Linked DNA regions of Danio rerio: region 2 is linked to region 1. The links are chromatin contacts, called in public Micro-C maps. All regions are on one chromosome and are shown on one strand. The core of a region is the stretch at or near the end of the contact, and the rest is flanking DNA. Distances in the headings are between cores, read along the strand shown. Region 1 overlaps adka (adenosine kinase a). Region 2 overlaps adka (adenosine kinase a).

Region 1 (5,140 bases), core at 1,520-4,019:
GCTGTGGACAATGTGAAACATGTATTGTTCTCTGATGAGTCCACCTTCACGGTTTTTCCTACATCCGAGAGATTTTCGTTGTGGAAAAGCCCCAATTCTTTTCAGACTGTTGCATGAAGGAGGTGTATCAGGATGATAACCAAACACAGCAAGACTGGCGACGAGGTTTTTGATGAACAAAGTGAAGTGACATGTCTCATGGCCTGCACAGTCACCAGAACTAAATATTATTGAGCCACTTTGGAGCATTCTGGAGCACAACACAGTGACCTGGCCACTTTTCTCCAAGAATAATGGCTCAAAATCTCTCAGGCCACAGTGGAGGACTTGTATCTATCATTACAAAGATGAACTGATAGTGTATGGGCAGCAAAAGGAGGCCCTACACCATACTAATGAATTATGGTCTAAAACCAGGCGTTTCAGTTATATGCTTTGTGTGCTTTATTCACTAATATTTTTGGTCCGAGATTCATTCATTTAGAAATTTGCTGTTAAATAATACTGGTTGAGCAACATGAGTTTAGTTAGTTTATAAAATGCTGCATTGCACAGTCATTAGTCTGAACAAGTCTTTAGTAGTTGTTTGGCAAGTTTGATAATCACCTGTCCTAATTCTCGGATTCAATTTAGAGAATCGACCTTATTGTAACTGACTTTAAAAACATTATTTAAAAAAATAGGGACTAACCTTCAACCTTATAAAGCCAGCATGAAATCAAAATGTACAGGGTTTATTTTGCTAGCACACATTGTTAGTGTGATTTTATTCATTGGCAATTTATTCATTTTAAGGAGATCAATTAATTCATTCAAATTAATCCATTTAAAAATGGGCAATGTTTAATCAAATCTGACCATTAGCTTTAGTTTTGGAGTCTAGTTTAGAGTCATAATATTCCTTTTCTGATGATGTCCGTTTGACGACTTGGTCAAAATATATTTAGCCACACCCCTCTAACCATTAGTTTGCTGTAGGTAAAAGATGAGACGAGTCGCACAAAAATAAAACCTTGGTCGCAACTCAATATTCTGTTTCAGTAGGAAATATATCATCATTGTGTAATAAGAGACCCTACCAACTTTAGGTTCACATGTAAACTGTCATTAAAATGGGAATTACAGTCTTCTGGACACTGTATGTTTCTTGATAAATAAAAATATTTAGCCATTTATTTGAGAATCATAGTAAACTGGTCACATTGCAAGATTTTATTGCACTAGAAAGTCAGTTTGTAAGAGTTGATTGGTTGAGCTTTGGTACATTATATATATTTTGTACACAAGAGTCTGGTGCTATTCTGTTTCTGATCTTTTAAAAAGATTCAGTTCAGTCACTTGTTCAAGAACTTACGCTTGTACGATTGTGACCAAAATGTACTCTTAAGAGTCTAAAGAGTTATTTATTTGAAAAATCACACAAAACTATTTGATTCATTCCAAAAATAGATGTGCATAGCTGTGCATATATGCATTAGACTGGCTGTTCTGTGCTTTTGATTAACTCATGAGAGTCATTAAAATGGCAACTGAATGGTTCCACTGTATACATTTTAAATTAATAATATTAATGATGATGATGATGATGATAATAATAAAACCAACTCAGAGTAATTTGTTTGCAAATTTCGCTGTTTGGTGCTTGCTTTCAACCTTTTAGTACCCAGAAAGAATTCATGTGTGGGCATTTTTAGCGGAACTCAACATTGTTCAGTTCCCATATATTTTTTAATGATCAGCAAACCAATTTCTTAAGTGTCAAATGCAAGGCAAACCAGTGAGAGGGAAGAACAAGTGTGCTGCACAAGGGAAATTAAATCATTTAAAGAGCAACAATGAATCATTTTTGAATTAAGGTTTTACAAGAGGTTCTGGTCCAACGTGAATGAGGACAATTTATATAAGCACGCGAGAGCAAACGAGGGCAAATAAAAACTGAGAAATTAAATTCCTAAATCGCTGCACGCCGCTCACATTCCCTCCGAAAACCATCCTTGATGGACATCTCCTTCCATTTCATCAAACTAGAGAGAACACATCACATCTTTATTCAAAACATATTATTGAACTTGGCTCTCGACATGCTGTTTTGGTTAGTCTGAGCGCGTTCCAGGACCAATTTCATGTTAATGTATAACACAAAAGAGGCCATTGGCAGGGCTCTTTAATAGGCATGGCAATTAAAACTTTGCTGCCAAAACCTGTCTTTGTTGTTACTGGCTTGCGGTCGTCCCTGTAAACACAGTCTCCGGGCAGTTCACAGGGAGTTCCATCGCTTTTGTGGTTTTGCCATTCTTCACTTTACATGTTCATGCAGAAAGTGAAAATACTTTCCTCTGCGTGACTACCCAGGGAGCGGGAAAAAAAAGGGGCAACAAAGTTACACCTCCAGAGCTGTGAGGTTATATTAATAGCTCTTGTACAGCTGTTTCTTTTCTGTGCTGTGTTTGACACTTGTGCGCTCACATCAGAAGTGAGATGTTGCTTTCAGGGTTTTGTATCCCTTTGGCACAGCCCTCTCAGGAGGAAGAGGAAACCGCAGCTCTGCTCGCAAAGGCACTCCAGGAACAAGCGGCGCTGTAAACATGCATCGGACCGGCTCAAAATAAAACAGGCCTGTGAAGACAAAACATGCGTGCGCCACTATTTATAGAAGGCGAGGATCAGAAAAAAGCCATCATAACATTTACAGCGCTGTGGAGTCACGCCAATTACGTGTAATAAATTCTCTTGTTATCACTAGTTATGTGCGGCGTAATATGATTACGCTCGTAATGTGACAAGCCAAAACCATGAACGCCTCGGGTCATGCGATAATTACTCTTTTACAGTATCTGAGGCATTGTCGTTTCAAATACATCACTAAAACAAAAACAGATCACATGGTGGATTATTATTTGGCTGTTCAGGCAGAAGCCGAAATGTTTGGCGACTCCAATAGATACCTGAGCTGCTGAATGACGAGCCATTCACTGCACAATGAGACATGACACAAAACCGATGAGCGGGAGAGGGATTCAAGGCCTTCAGACAGCTGCGGAACGGTGAGAGATTATTCCTCTCAAATCCACTTCTCGTCGTCTCTGGAGCCAAACAAAAGCTCTGAGGAGTAAACAAGGATGGCCCTCCTCTTGGCAAACACTCGGAGCAAAACTGCCCTCGCTTGCCTTCTTTTCTCTGATCCACTATCTCCACGCTAGGGCTGGTCAGAGAAACACGAGCGTGACAAACACATTTAGCCGCTAATAAAGGGCAACCACCATGGCGGGAGTGGCAGGAGATAACCAGCACAAATAATCAGAGGAGTCTGGGACGGAGAGAGCTTTAAGAGGCAGTTTTGCCCTTTTCAAAGCGAGACATTGATCAGATCCCCTCGCCTCTGAGCCATGCTAATTAGCTGAAGACGAGCGGTGATGATGTCACGATCGATTTGGAGGACGTGAGGAGGTCTTCATCCGTCGCCCTTCCCATCACGAGCCAGATACTTAAATGCCGGAAATTAATGCATTGCATATGCTGAAATTTCATGAGGTGAATTATAAATACATTCTTGTGCAGGGAGTATTTTTCCTATGAATAAAAAATGATGAATAATAAGAGAAATGCCATTCTGACAGAGCAAAAACATAAAATGTCACATCATTACATGAAATAAGGTCATTGTTCAAAAGTTACAAAGTTGTTAGATATAACCATAATTAAAATCATAACTGAGATAAAGTCAGTTATAAAAACCTTACAGATATTAATATTTTCTCAATTATTGAAAACATTGTTCAGTTCCAATATATATATATAGTTCCAAACCAATTTCTTGAAGGCAAACCATGTGTTTTTATATACAGCGAACACACACACACACACACACACACACACACACACACACACACACACACACACACACACACACACACACCCCCACACCCACACGCACACGCACACACACACACACACACCGAACTGTTGTATAAAGTCGTATCAGTGCGATATGGCTGTTTATTGGCACTGGTTGGTATGCGTTGGTACGAGGTCACAGGTAAAGTGCTTTAGTGTCCCATCAGTGAGGATATATAGCCATATCGCACTGCTACGAAAATCAAACACAGAGAGTCTGGTTTCTTCCACCATTCATTCACATCTGCAGCTGACGTCAAAACAGAAGAAAACGTTACTAATTCACATCATTCTAGAGCTAGTATTTGAATAATTCTCTAGCTTAATGTCTAAAGTAATTACAAAAAAGGTTATTTTGCGGATATTTTAAGATTATAAGACTGAACTGCATGAAATGCCATCAGTCTACAGAGATTTCCCAGTATTTCTCTGTTGCAATCGGGAAATCACATTAACTAACCCTGTAAAAGCCAAAGCAGCACAAACACTACCAGATTACTATTGTCTTTGCGAAAAGGAAAAACGCTAAACACATGTGAGCATTTCTTCTTTCTTTCTTTTTACTAAACTAGTCTGCAGTAACAAAAACAGGAGAGTCATTAGAAACCAAGAGATGGCCAACCCCAAAAAAAGGGTTATACAAAGAGTGGCCAACACATACATTCCTGAGTCCCATCTTACACTCAATACATTACAATTACTGAGATATAAATACAACACGACAACATACAAAAGAGAAAGATCGACTAAGAATGTCACTTTCCTGTTTAATGATGATTTGATCAGCTATGGTTAGAAATTATGAGTTTTTCTCTTCTAAGAGGTTATTATGCGTTCTCTGTTGCCATCTGGTGGATAGACAATGTCAACCATCTTTGCTCTGCTTAGTATGACAGGCTAATGGCCGCTGACGTGCCATCTCTCAAACATAAATATTTTAAATAGACACTATCCTTATAAAAAAAAGCATGGTTGCAGACTAAACAACTACATTCTTGACTAAAAAGCCTCAAAAGTACATTATGTTGTCCAACACCTGCAACATTTATTTTTTTATTTCTTTTATTTATTTATACAGGGATAACATGACATTTGTTGCTATTTGTCAAACTGTAGTGAGTTTATTGATCTGCTGTTACTCTATGTGAGCAGAGTAATACACAATAGTGAGGAGACTGTACGAGTTCTGATATTGCAGAATATCCCATGGCTATCAGCCAATCAGATTTGAGAACCAGACAGAACT
Region 2 (4,973 bases), core at 199-2,698, 250 kb after region 1:
GCGTTTCAGACGAACTGCAAGGCAGCCAGGACTAGGGGGCAATAGAGTGCACATAATCATTCGACTCTGTTGGTAATGAGGTGCTAGGGAGACAGTAAGCACAGAGCAGCAGGTCTGAGGTCAGTTTTATAGAGTGATTCGAGATGATTAAAGTCAAAGCCGGGGTTTGTGGCCGTTCGGAAACCCCGACAGCTCCGCGTACCGAACCAAACACTTAACCAGGAGTGAAGAGGGAAAGGCATCTGAAGGCTGTCGTAAACATGGCAGGCATGAATGCTTGTAAGGAGAGCGTGGAGCGGGACCAGCCCACCGCCATCAGGCCAGCATTTAGTGCAGCAGGAAAACAGACGGCCTGGCTGGGCTCCACGGCGGCCCGCAGCTTAGCAATTAGAGACCGTCCAGCTCTGACTGCAGAACAAACAGACCTTAAAAAAGAGAGACTACCTGATTCCCTGTAACACTTGGCTACAACCCGTCTAATGCATCTCAGCAGAAAAAAAAAAGATCTATGTTCCCACCTGAGAGGGTAAAGACCAATGGAAAATCCCATAGTGGCCATAAAAGCCAATGTTGCGTTTCTGAGCTGGGCCGCGGTGTACAGTCTTGAGTTTTCCTGGCAGTCAGCTTACTGCCGCCGTAATTCACAGCACATAAATCTAAGCAGTCATAACGTACAACAGAGCCTCAGTGATGATGATGAAGATTGAGACGAAGGAGTACAAGCAAGATCCTCTCTCTCTCTCTCTCTCCATCCTCAAGAGCATCCTCAAGTGGATGCAGGGCAGAGCGTTAAGAGGTTACCGCTCGGACATCCAGCCATTAGGGGAAATCACTTAGCTGCGAAGGGATGGCTGATGGGAAACGAATCAGGCAGGAGCCAGAGTGGGAGTCGGAGCCATCAGGGACCATTGATCCTGAGATTCTGGACCTGTAGACAAACCCCCCTGCCTACTCGTCTTTAAGGTCAGGGTAAGGTCACCATCTTGACCCCTGGAACTGGATCTTGAGGTGTGGCGCTTTATACGTGCTTCTAGCCAAGGTTGGACGAGCACTGGTGCATGTCTGCCAATGGGAAGGCAAAGTTCGGACGGCTCACACAAGGATAACTTAACAGGAACATACAGTACAAGTTCGTGGTTCGTTTAGGTGTATTTATTTCCCCCCCGGAAGTGTCAAGAATGCAGTGCTGATGATTAATTGTAGCCGTCTCCTCCAACTCCAAGAGCTAAGCATCCCTGCCAATCTATTTTTCCCCTTTCTTTAATGTTGACAAAGCTTTTTGCCCCAAAACACTGCTGAGTAAATGTTCATACTGCAAGCGTGCGCGATTTGCAAACGGTTTGTCCCTCTCAAATATACTATTTTTCCACCCCCTATCCTCAGTGCACCTGCAATTTAGCTTTCGGTGCGCAACAGCTCTTTTTTCCTGCCCGCTCTCGAATAAAGAACAGCACACTCATCAAAAGCGGCTCCATCTGAGACACAGGAAACCGTCAGACTCAGCTCTCTCAGGGGGGAGGCTGATCGCCCGCGGCTGCACACCGTTAGGACAATCCACAAAACAAAAGGACGCAGATCACAGTCGGCGTGTTCAGCGTTTGTCTTGCTTATTCATGAACTCAAATCTCAATAACTGTTTCAGCATATACAAATGACTCCATTCAAGAATTTGAAAACAAATAACTTCAGTCAAGCTTGGCCTTTCAGCCTGGGAAGCAGCTCAATTGTCCGTCCCCTGCTAAACAAAACTAATCTGAAATCGGATAAGGTTTCCTGTTGTGCACTGGCAAAAGCCTCCCTGCGGCATGATGCTGTCTTAAGCTATTAAAATGCCTGAGCGTATGGCTCCACCTGCTGGCTGACGTAGCTACTGCATCTGCTGAGACGATGCCATTATAAACACCCAGAAGTGTTACAAGACCAGAGGCAGCTGTACATTACGATAATAGATTCTGGCACACAACGCACCTCTTAAAACAGATATGACTTTTATTTAAATCACATAGCAACACTGAGGAGTTATAAAGGTATTTTTGAGCACAGATGTTTGTGACTTTACAGGTAAAGCAAAAAAAAAAAAAGTTAAGAAATTAAATGTCTTTAAAAAGGAATATAGAAAATAAATTAAACTATAAAGACAGTCTATGTTTGTCACAAGATGGCAGTGTTGTGCAAGTATGAGTTTAAACCCTTGGGTTTGTGCAGGGGTCAACTGTTTTTCTGGTTAACAGCTCTGTTAGCCTCTGCTGGTAGATTTGGAAACTACAATCTGTTTCTTGGAAAAGGTTTTTGAAAATGTCTATTATGGGCATTTAATATGTTGTGCATTTATTTATTTAAAGTCCATTAATGAAAGCTAAAGTTAGTGACACTTTAGAAAATACCTGAAACTGTTTCATAAATCAAGTGGCATCGGAAAACAACTAATGTTACAGAAATCAGAAGTCTAAGCAACATTTTTAATCGCTTTAAACAAGTTTTAGATGCAAAAGTGTAAAAAGTTAGTCACAAAGCAAAAGTGTGAAAGCTGGCCACAAAGCCCTGACACATTTTATTTTGAGACACTGACAATAACTTAGCATGTAGCATGTAACAAGTAACTAATGTATTATTAGCAGAGTATCAATTACATTGTTAGGAAAATGGGGGGTGGGGGGGGGGGGGGCAGAATAAGCTGACAAGTATTTGCTAATTAACATAGTCAATTAATGAATGTTGGATAAGCATTAGGAATGGGCTTTAATGAGCTTAAAATGATATCAAGGTATAATTTTCACAAGGATTTATATGTATCCACTGAGAGACAAAAAAGGCAAGTATCTTTAAAGAACACTTTCAGTTTTTTTTTTTTTTACACACTTCACGCTTTGCTTTCACTGCTTGAGGATAAGAATGATGGAAACAAATAAATGGATCAAACATGGAGAATAAACAAATACTTGTGGTAATATCTGGATTATTCGTGTTATCCTGGGTATTCTATAAGCATTAAAGTATATAGTGCAATGCTAATTGACCTAGCCTTTATTACATAAAATTCACAGCATGATTTAATTTCTTTTTATTCTGTGATATTAACGTTTATTTAACTTTTTATCAATTAACAGGCTAATTGTAGCTTTTATTGTTATTACAATAAGACAATTCTTTTTTTTTATTGTGGAGTTAATTTATACAACAAACAATAATATATCGGCGATCCCTAAAAAGCTCAATAAAGCGTTTGCATATATTAGGCAGACATCTTAAGACTATTCGACCCAGTCAACTTAGACAGCACTTAATGAACTTAAACTATGCTTTACATTTTTCTGATGAGTCCAGCGGTATTCAGGTACAGAAACTGAAAAATGAAATGTAAAATAACACTGCGTGGTCTGAGTTTACAGTATAAATGAAATACAACTAATCTTTAAGCAACAAACATAATCATTTCTTGCTCCTGAATAATTTAAAGCTCATTCAGAAGTTACAGTAAGAAGCCTTAAAACATGCAAATAATCAATTTTCACTCTATTACAGATACATTTTATAACTGATCCACAACTGACATGTTCTGAACTGTGGTGACTGACTGGCCAACTATAATCCCGACTCAACACCACATGTGATGCAACTATTGTAGAAGTTTACAGTGCAATGAAATGCTGTGGCCTTCCTTAGTAATGAATGCTTCTGCATGACCGTATTCTAGATCCTTTAACTCCACCAAAACATAATTACCACAACAACCTGTCAACAAACAGTATTTAGAGTTTAATGCAGAAAATATTTTGTTTTTATATTCACTTAGCTACAAACAACTATATTTTTTTACTAATCAAAATTATTACGAAAGTTACTTACAGTATATTCAACAGAATGTTTAAAGGGCAGCGTCAAAACAAAGTTCATTTTTTTGGATACCAGAATAATCATCAACTTCCTTTCACACAAAACCACCTGCAGATAAAACAGGGTCTTCTTTTACACTTCTGATATATTGTTTCATTAAACAAAACTAGACAGGTGGAAAATTCAGTAAATGTACACTGTAAAAATGGCCTTAATTTCAGCTGTAAAAAAACTGCAAAAATGTTAACAGTAAAAATCTGTATCCTCATTATTTATTATGTTTCCCTAATATATGTATATATATTAGTCGAATAATAAGAAATCAGTATATGAAATTTGCATACTGTGAGACAATCAGAACAGAACACAAAGCAGATTGTTGTGTGACTCACAGGGCACGCCTGCATCATTTGCATGTACCATACCCGTCAACCCTCCCCCCTTTCCCAAGATTCTCCCATATTTTACAATTCTATCCCACTATCATCCTGTAAATGTATTTTCCTGTATTTCCATTTTTATGAAGGGTGGCAATAAATATCAAATAGCCAATACTCACTATACGCAAGCCATACCACTGAACCACCAGGTGATTCCCCTTGCCCTTAAATGTGAATCTGGTCTGTGCTTTAATTTATTTAGGCATGAAAACACATTGAAATAAATGTAAAAATGTCAGGATTACCTTCCTTTCCATTACAGGGGCCGTTGCCCCTCCTATGTAAACCTCCAAATAAACCTCCACCCATTAAGCTAAACATCTAACTAGGCATATCTTAGTCGTCTACCATGTTTGTTAAAATTCATAGTTTTATTTTTATTTTTTGACGAATTAGGTATTATTTTCTTGCCCTTGTTTACTGTACATCATGCTGTAATTGCGTGTGTGAGCTGCACTCAGAGCCGAGCTCATTACTATTCATAAACATTCCAAATATGGTCAATATGAAACTTTTGATTCTATAGGGGCATTTTATGGAGTAATGAACGAGCATTTAAAATCATTTCTGTTTTTACTTACCTAAGCCATATACCTACATTGTATATATCATAAAACAATTTAACTTATTGAACCAATGGAGTATACAACACCTTTATATTTTATGTGCGTTACCATCAGGTGTTTAGTAGTTTTGTAA

What was found. A called contact is a pair of places that touch in the nucleus more often than the background predicts.
Region 2: a contact with region 1 is called in a Micro-C map of caudal fin, with 5 times the contacts expected there. The contact joins two enhancer-like sites. A contact is called at or near these places in 1 of 18 Hi-C or Micro-C datasets (caudal fin) and 1 of 4 datasets of contacts at active chromatin or transcription factors (caudal fin).

Annotation. Positions count from the first base shown.
Region 1 is chr13:28,148,357-28,153,496 of GRCz12tu, forward strand. The region is part of intron 9 of adka (adenosine kinase a); the gene reads right to left. Among named protein-coding and RNA genes, the nearest start is that of kat6b, 25 kb to the left of the region's middle. Within about 2 kb of position 2,770, at least 7 of the 62 cell types and tissues checked have an H3K27ac peak or open chromatin away from gene starts, as enhancers often do. A contact at or near this core is called in caudal fin, where this site is marked.
Region 2 is chr13:28,395,038-28,400,010 of GRCz12tu, forward strand. All of the region lies in intron 3 of adka (adenosine kinase a), which reads right to left. Among named protein-coding and RNA genes, the nearest start is that of adka, 19 kb to the right of the region's middle. Within about 2 kb of position 1,449, at least 17 of the 62 cell types and tissues checked have an H3K27ac peak or open chromatin away from gene starts, as enhancers often do. A contact at or near this core is called in caudal fin, where this site is marked.